2 separate regions of the Danio rerio genome follow, and region 1 is linked to region 2. The links are chromatin contacts, called in public HiChIP or PLAC-seq maps. All regions are on one chromosome and are shown on one strand. Each heading gives the region's core, a stretch centred on a gene start, on an enhancer-like site or on the middle of the called end of the contact. The rest is flanking DNA. Distances are from core to core; before and after follow the strand shown.

Evidence for each region. HiChIP or PLAC-seq counts read pairs in DNA pulled down with a chosen protein or histone mark.
Region 1: a contact with region 2 is called in an H3K4me3 HiChIP or PLAC-seq map of embryo, with 3 times the contacts expected there. The contact joins the promoter of slc35f6 here to the promoter of si:dkeyp-117h8.4 in region 2. A contact is called at or near these places in 3 of 18 Hi-C or Micro-C datasets (caudal fin, hematopoietic stem cells and an unstated tissue) and 1 of 4 datasets of contacts at active chromatin or transcription factors (embryo).

Annotation. Positions count from the first base shown.
Region 1 is chr20:28,586,679-28,590,810 of GRCz12tu, reverse strand. It overlaps slc35f6 (solute carrier family 35 member F6), which reads right to left and starts at 2,332. Exons shown (of 6, transcript NM_001002559.1): 1 at 2,150-2,332; 2 at 416-488; 3 at 28-199. The coding sequence starts at 2,226. It also overlaps a transcript of mideasa not described here.
Region 2 is chr20:28,318,565-28,322,626 of GRCz12tu, reverse strand. si:dkeyp-117h8.4 reads left to right here and starts at 1,332. Exons shown (of 10, transcript NM_001082878.1): 1 at 1,332-1,498; 2 at 1,636-1,702; 3 at 1,789-1,841; 4 at 2,052-2,082; 5 at 2,184-2,209; 6 at 2,520-2,589; 7 at 2,817-4,062. The coding sequence starts at 1,424. It overlaps aasdh (aminoadipate-semialdehyde dehydrogenase), which reads right to left and starts at 992. Exons shown (of 14, transcript NM_001423801.1): 1 at 662-992; 2 at 433-553; 3 at 76-338. The coding sequence starts at 894.

The DNA of each region.
Region 1 (4,132 bases), core at 1,083-3,582, 270 kb before region 2:
TGATCTTTCACAAAGTTTGACACTCACCAACATACATGATGGATGTTCCCAACATATCACAAAGAGCAGGAGGGAGGAAAACCAGTGGGTTAAAACTTTCGCCTGGATCCATAGTGGGCTCGGGTCGTCGCCGGTCATGACATAGGAGAATGTAAAACACCACGAGACAGGACAACTCTCCCAAAAACATGCCCACAGCCTGGAAGGGAAAGGAGTTGTTTACTGTTAGTGTGCATAAGTGAAAAAGGATATAGAATGAAAAAAGTGATACGAGGAGACAGAAACCCTCTCAAAAACAGTTCTCAGTTGACTAACACATAACACTTTCAGTTCTACATTTCCTCAGAACTAAGTTTGCAGAGAGGAAGCTTGATGTAAATGGTGTGCTGTATGCTGGTGGGATGACTTTCATTACCTGCACAAACGGGTGAGAGAAGTCATGATCTGGGCTGCCATGACAGCCAGGTGCAGAGAACATATCAGCCCATCTAGAAGATAAAAAGATACGCTGATGATCAAATTCATCTTAACATGACTTCATATGTAGTGACATGCTTTAACTATGAATAGTTGAAATAGCTGAGAACATTAAATCAACAATAGCTTAAAGAGATAGTTCACCCAAACATTTTAATTTACTCATCCTCAAGAGGTTTTTAAACCTTTTAAAGTATCTTTTATTGAACACAAAATATTATATTATAAAGAATGTTGGAAACTAGACGTCTATAAAGGGAAATGTAAAATTCTGTGGAAGCCAATGACCAGTTTTCAACATTCTACAAAATAAAACTCTAACAGGTTTGGGATAAGAGGAGGCTGAGGATGATGAGAATGAAATGTTTCATTCATAGGTAAACTTCCCAGTAAATTTGGAGCTGCACTATTAGTTTGTCCTAACAATGATGGATAAGAGTTGTGTATGAAAAACCTGTAACAATTATTACACAATAATAATGTTCAATTCAATTTTTTGTTATAATGAGCATTCACAAACTAAAACATTAAAGGGACTTCCATACAGGCTGAACTTTAAATATCTTACATTTTTTAATCTCGTCATCTTATTAAGCAGTCATGTGTCTTCAGATGACTTTGATTTAACAGCTCATGGATTTTTTATCTCTCTATGAAAGCCTCAGAGTTTTGAGTGAATACACTTTGAATACAGAGAGAGAATCTCTCAGAATTTATTAAAAATATCTCCATCTACAAACTTTATATGGGTTTTAAGTTATATTAAACATTTTTGCAGAATTTTTAAGTGAACTAAACCTTTAAAAATATAACTAGTCTTACATGGGTTAGTCACTGTAAGTTTAATAAGTAACAAAGTTGTGCTACTGTCATTTTTACAACCATGCATGACTGACATAAAGCCTGAAGATAAAAAGACCTTTTAGATGTAACAGTTTGTTTTAATTTATTTTACAATATACTTTTAGAAACATTCTGTTATAGCGAAAAGTTATTATGACATTGTAAAAATCAAGAGTGTACTTAAGAGTGAGATCACGGATACATCAACACCATCAGTGTCAGTTTTTCAGCAGATATATGGGATAACGTGTGGTATCCGGTATCTTCTGCCTAGAAACGTTAAGCTTCTGTTTTAGACACAAAGCTATATCAAGTTACAAGACGTTTGGCAGTATCTTCTTGACTCAGTGTACAACCCAATTCTACTTGTAAGACATATAATGCTGTGATGGCACTATTGACTAATAGTCACAAGTGATTTCAGACTGTCAAAATTGCTGATTTTGCAGTCTAAACATGTCACGACACGTCTGATCAACTGCACGTGAGTCTAATAATCTTTTCCTCAAATTTTAGTCATGTTGTTTAGGGACTAAAAGGTCAATGGGTGATATTTAATCTAGTTTGTGCTTAAGTAAAATTATGACAGGTTTTAAATGTACTCTTCCAGATGTTACAAAATATATGGTACAAAATATCACGTAATGGATACATAAAAATAATGACATAATGTGCGGCTTTATAAACAACGTAAAACATAATTGTTTCAGCTATTTGATTAAAGGTAAAAGTTTGGTTGATAAAAGCACAAAAAAACAAAAAAACAAAATATCATACGGTATGGAATCCTATGTAAACAAACAGCATCTGGCGCGTGCGCATTACTTACTTTGCGGAGAGTGTGTTTAGAGAGCCTGTCGTGAGCATCAGCCCGGCGAGAAAGAGCTGATATTTTGTCCACTTCATCGTAAGTGTGGGGCTGAGTGAGCGCGAGCATCAGACACTCAAGATATCTTGAGATGTGCCTTTCTTGCTGATGGCTACAGCAATCTAAACAGGTCGTTCCCCCTGTATCCAAATCACATGACGGTGATCATGTGACACACCAGCTGACGCCTCATTTCCGTAGAAGTATGAGAAGGCAAGCATTTGGTGAACAGCACAGATATTTATGAATAATGATGATGTGTTTGTTGCCTGAAATAAATAAATAAATAAATAAATAAATAAATAAATAAATAAATAAATAAATGTCAGTTTAGTTTACAGCAAAGCTGGAAAATAAACTAGAAAACATTATTTGATTCAGGAAACATTTTTTATTTGGTGCACTTCATTGCAGTGTCTAGTTTCCTTTGAACCTGTTGATCAAAACAAAAACATTCAGATTAATTTACTGATAATGCAACAACAAGTGTCTTCTTGTATTTGCATTGTATGAAAAAAAGATTAAAGGTATCATGAATTAAATAAATTTAAAAAAAGACTCTCCAAGATTTTCCTTAGTAGACCATTATAGCATTTTAGCTTAATGCTATAACCTATAATTTGAGAGCCACTGACCAGCATTTTATGAATCACGAAAGCCCACAGTTTCAATCTCTACAAGCTCTACTGAGGAAAATATTTATATATATATATATATTTGTGTATGGTCTAATGGGGAGCAAATTTACATTTTTGGATGACTTATCTATTTAATGAACACACCTTTTTTTACATTTACCAATAAAAAAAACTCATAAAAATGTATTCAGGTTTTTTGAACTAGTAGCTACTTATTTTTATGTTACTATTATTTGATAATAGTTCTTATTTATTAGTTAGTACTATTTAATCCAATAGTTACTAGACTTTAATTATCTTTGTTAAAAAATAAATATTTTTTTTTGATTGATAAATGTTTAATGGGTTGACATGAGTGTCAACCTCAACTTTCTTTCCACTTTCTTTCTTTTTTTTCTTTCTTTCTGTCCTTTTTTTTGGGGGGGGGGGTGTAGCACACATCAATGATCACTGTCAGCTTCTTCTCTGTCAAATGATGTCACTTTCGAGTCAGAGCAATATGCAAATGTGACAGGACTGACAGAAACATGGGGGCATTGTACATTTATTTGTATTATATATTTGTAGTACTTATTTCTTAGTTGTAATTTATAATTTCATGTTTTATCAGTTGATGTGAATGATAACAATTGAAATCAAATTAAATCACTTTTATTGTCACATCAGCTGCAGCACGTGTAGTATGAGGAGTGAAAAGCTTAGGTGCTTGCTTCAGACAGTGCAAAATACAACAACAGTGCAAAATAAAACAACATACTCCCAGAAAACAAAACAATATATAATTAGCTCTGTTGAGAGTAATCCGTAGAAGACAATAAATACGTGAAAGACAATACATGTGTTAAGAAATACACACACATGTAGGCACAGATAAACAAGTACACAGTCAAAAAAAATGTGCATACATAGTCTGATTGTTGGTGGAAAATTATTGTAGGCAATATTGTTTTAGGTAAGAATTGGTTGAAGTGTAGTGCATGTAGTGAGTGGATATTGCTGTTTCTGATTTTTTTTTTCTTCTGAAAAAACAGTTTATAGCATAACAAAACTATTAAAGCTGTTTACGTTAAATTGGACTGAGGACAATGACAGGGTTTGTACATTTGTAAAGTGCTTTTAGTAAAGAATCTGAGAACCAAACGAATGACATTTCTTTACAAAACAACACACAGAGCAAAATCCTTTCATTCATTTTTGGGGATGAAATTCTTCTTATTCACTGTATTTATGTTTTTATTTCAGGGACAGATAATGTACATTTCTTATAGAATGTCCATTACATTATTGTGGTAAGAGATGGACATCA
Region 2 (4,062 bases), core at 83-2,582:
TGTTTAAAAAAAAAAACAAACAAACAACAAAAACACTGGATATTTACAATAGAATGCTGAATGCTGTGTTCTTACCGCAGGTGTATAATATTGGGCACAATACACCTGTGTGGGACCTTCACTATTTTAGGAAGGCCTGTTGTTCCGGATGTATGCAGAATATAAGCCAAAGGCTCCCCCTGCTGGATATTTTTGGTCACGGCAGAGCTGAAAGGCGCATCGTTCGCTTGACTGTTTTCCTTCTGCTCACTTTTTATTTTGATTAAAGTGAGTCTGTGTGAACAAAATGTTGCACATACTTCCACGGATATCAGGATAGAAAAGGCACTCTGGAATTGCTGTTGGTTACAAAATGTGCAGTTAATAACAACAATTAGAATTAATATAATATAATATAATATAATATAATATAATATAATATAATAAGCCCACATGAAGCAGCTCATTTTGTATCAAGCAGAAGCTCAATCTGCAGTTGTTGATCATTCTCAGGCTGCACTGAGGTGGTGATGCAGGATCCAGAGGTAAATATGCTGCAGGAAACTGCAGGATACTGTTTGAAGACACAATTTACAAATTATTAGCAAAAAAACTGTATTTTGATATTAACTAGCTACTAGAATAACCCATTCTAAGCAAGCATCGACACAGTGATTCGTACCCTATTATCCAGACAGGAAGAAGAACATCTGGATGGCAGAATAACCCTATTGCACCTTCATGATTCTGGACAGAGACGCGCAGTTGTGCAGTTAATTCATCTGACATGAAAATAAGTTCATCATATGTTAAAGAGACGCGCGCTGCGATGCTGCTGTCAAACGCGACAGCTCTTTTATCGCCGTGAGCGCGCGCCGCCTCGTGCACTAGCTCGTAAAGGAGTTTCGCTGTCATGTCTGAGCGAAAAATGTGTTAAATAATCATTTGATTAACTACATTGTACATTGCAATATACTAGTTCATGAGCGCCTGCAAACTAGTATACAGACGAGAGCGAATCGCTCGGTTGAGTCGAATGCTCGGTTAGAACAGGTTCACAGAGATTTAAATGAGTCGTTCACGAATTTAAACGAGTCTCCCTTAAATCGGTAAATCGCGGTAATCAATCTTTAAAATCATGGAACTGATTGCTACTTCTTGTCCACAATTTACTTTAAAAACATGAGTGACTTGAGTACACATTTTTTTAAATTCAGACCCGTTTTTAAATGAACCATTCAAACGAACCGATTCGCAAAGATGACTCTGACAAATCAGTTGATAAACTCGCGCTTTAAGATGACGTTTTTTGTGTCGCTTGAAAGAACGTCCAATCAGAGATCGAGATTTTCACTCGGGAAATTCGAAAGTTTAACCGAACCGCTGCGTCAAAGCATATATTGGTCAAATAAACTTGGCTTGTAGTAGAATTTATTTATGCAACATGCCTTTATATACAGATCAGTTCAAGAGAAATAACGATGTCTTCAGAAACACAATGGAAGCGATTTTTCAAAAGGTAAGCAGTTTTAATGCAAACGTGCGTTTAAGAGAGAGAGAGAGAGAGAGCCTGTATTGGCCTAACTTTACGTTTTATCTATTTAAAAACTCACATGAAGCACTGTACGTTTAATAATATTTTTATGTGCTTTCTAGTATTCCAATCTAAGCGATGCTGGAATAGACATCTGTCTGAAAACAATGACCTGCAGGACTGGAAGAGGTAGGCGAAAATGTTGAAACTAGTAACTGATGCTTTTACTGTTGTGCTAATTTATGTGACTCATTTTGTATGGTACATTCTTATAGGTCCTGTGCCCATTGACAGTGCAGAGGGAGAACGTGAGCTGGAAGCATTAAAGGTGCAAATCAAGCGAAATTATGTCCCAAGAAGATACATTCATAGACAGTTTCTAACATGTATATTTAGCTGATTTCTACTTTTCTGGATATGATGATGATGATGATGATGATGCTACTCAGTTGTTCAAAAAGACAGCATGATCTGGTCATTTTCTATGGGTGTTTATTTTTTGGCTTCTTACATTTACCATTTCTTTCAATACATTCAGACTCGAGTTAGAGCAGACTATTCAGTGAGGGGTAAGAAACCTTTTTTTTTTTTTGTATATTGGGTCATTTAAATAAGCTGTTTTGACAATAATGCCATTTTACGTTTAATCTCTTTATCCTTTATTTTGTAGAGTTTGAAGACCAGGAAAATGATAAGGTAGGTTGAAGAGAAATTATAGAATTTGGCTCTTATTTTGACTTGATTATGATTTAACTAGATTCAGGGGCCTTTAATTGATCTATCATTGATTGAGTCCATTTATATGTCTAATCCTCACAAATGCAACCAAACTTTGACTAGGATCATGACGACAGCTCATTGACTTCTAGAATGACACAAGCAATAACAAGAGTAAATAAATCGATATATCTTCGTATTGCTTCAGCTCTGCGTGAAGTATTTCTATGTAAACAAGCCTGTATTGTAAAGTTTCTTAACTTCTGTTTTGATACTTCACCATTTTCAGATGGACATGTCAGGGGTCACCGAGGATGATCTTAACGGCTCTGGTCAACAGGAAGACAGCAAAAATCTATGTAAGAAATGAGTGTGTGTGTGTGTGTGTGTGTGTGTGTGTGTGTGTGTGTGTATATATATATATATATATATATATATATATATATATATATATATATATATATATATATATATATATATAATTTTATTTTATTTTTTTTAAATAATACTGCTACACTTAAGTAATAAATGTAAGTAAGAAAACACATCTGCAATTTTGAAGTTTACTTCTGTGATCATCATCTAGGGCACGGAGCTGAATCATTCCAGCAATCAGTGAATTTAAACACCACATCTCCTGGGTCTTTGTGGAGTGAGTTATCTTTGCCTAAGGAAGAGGATGAGGAACTGGAGAAATCTTTGAGCAGCAATGGCAGCACTCTTTTGGATGTCTATCCCAGCATGCTTAACCAGATTGGTGAAGCATACCGGCGCCAACACTTGACTGATACGGCGAGATCTGTGGTACAGAAGTATCGCCGCAATCACTGGCAAACTGGTCCAACACAGCGCAACACATCCTTCAAAAACAGACACGGCTGCACATTAAACAAAACAACAGATATCTCATTCTCCAATCAAATTCAAAGTCCAGCACAAAGAAACATCGGTAACTGTTTCAAGGGTAGTCCAAAACTACAAAATCTACTCAAGAACAAACTAAAGTCTTCTCCACTCAATATATCCTACGAGTCCAGTGCCTGTTTTTACTCACCCAGAAGGAACAGCGTAGATGTGAGCGGTGTGACGGATCAGTCTGCATGGATTGATGTAGCTTTAACCAGGAAGCCGGAGCAGAATCCTGCTCGTGTGATTGACTTCTCAACACCTTCATATTCTGGTTCCCCTTCACATAGTGACAAATCTCCAGATCTGGACCAGACCTATGATGTTGAACCAACATCTCCTGCTGTTCCAACCTTATCGATCTTGACTTCTCCACAACAAAGCAGAGCAGGTCTGTCTATTACTGACCAGAGAGAAACATCAATAATCTCCCAACTCTCCTCATTGGACAAAGACTGTTTCAGGGACCGCCTACATCCTCCTGTTCCCTCGCCTCACCGTAGCTTCATTGGTGTCTTATCTCCAAATGGGAAAAGCACCTTCAGACCAAGCATTCTGAACATGGAAAGACAAATAAACTCGATAGGAAGTCCAAACAGAAGGTCTTCTGTAATCCACCAAGAGCTTCTTAGATCTCCTTATGGTGCCAAACAGGTGCCATTTTCATCACAAAGACGACCTGTTTATGACAACACTGATCAAACTTCCTCTAAGGTAGAGAGTCGGTCCCATTTTACACCATTAAAACGCCAACGCTCTTTTTCTGGCTCCCCGTCCTCATACTCATTCAGTGGATCTCAAATTGATGCGGAGTTCAGAAAGCTGTACCACCACTTCATCTGCCGTGGAACATCATCACCCTGTGCTTCCTCCCATTGTCATCTGTGCGAAAGACACACAAAGGAGAGCTTCCAAAGCCCTGGCTT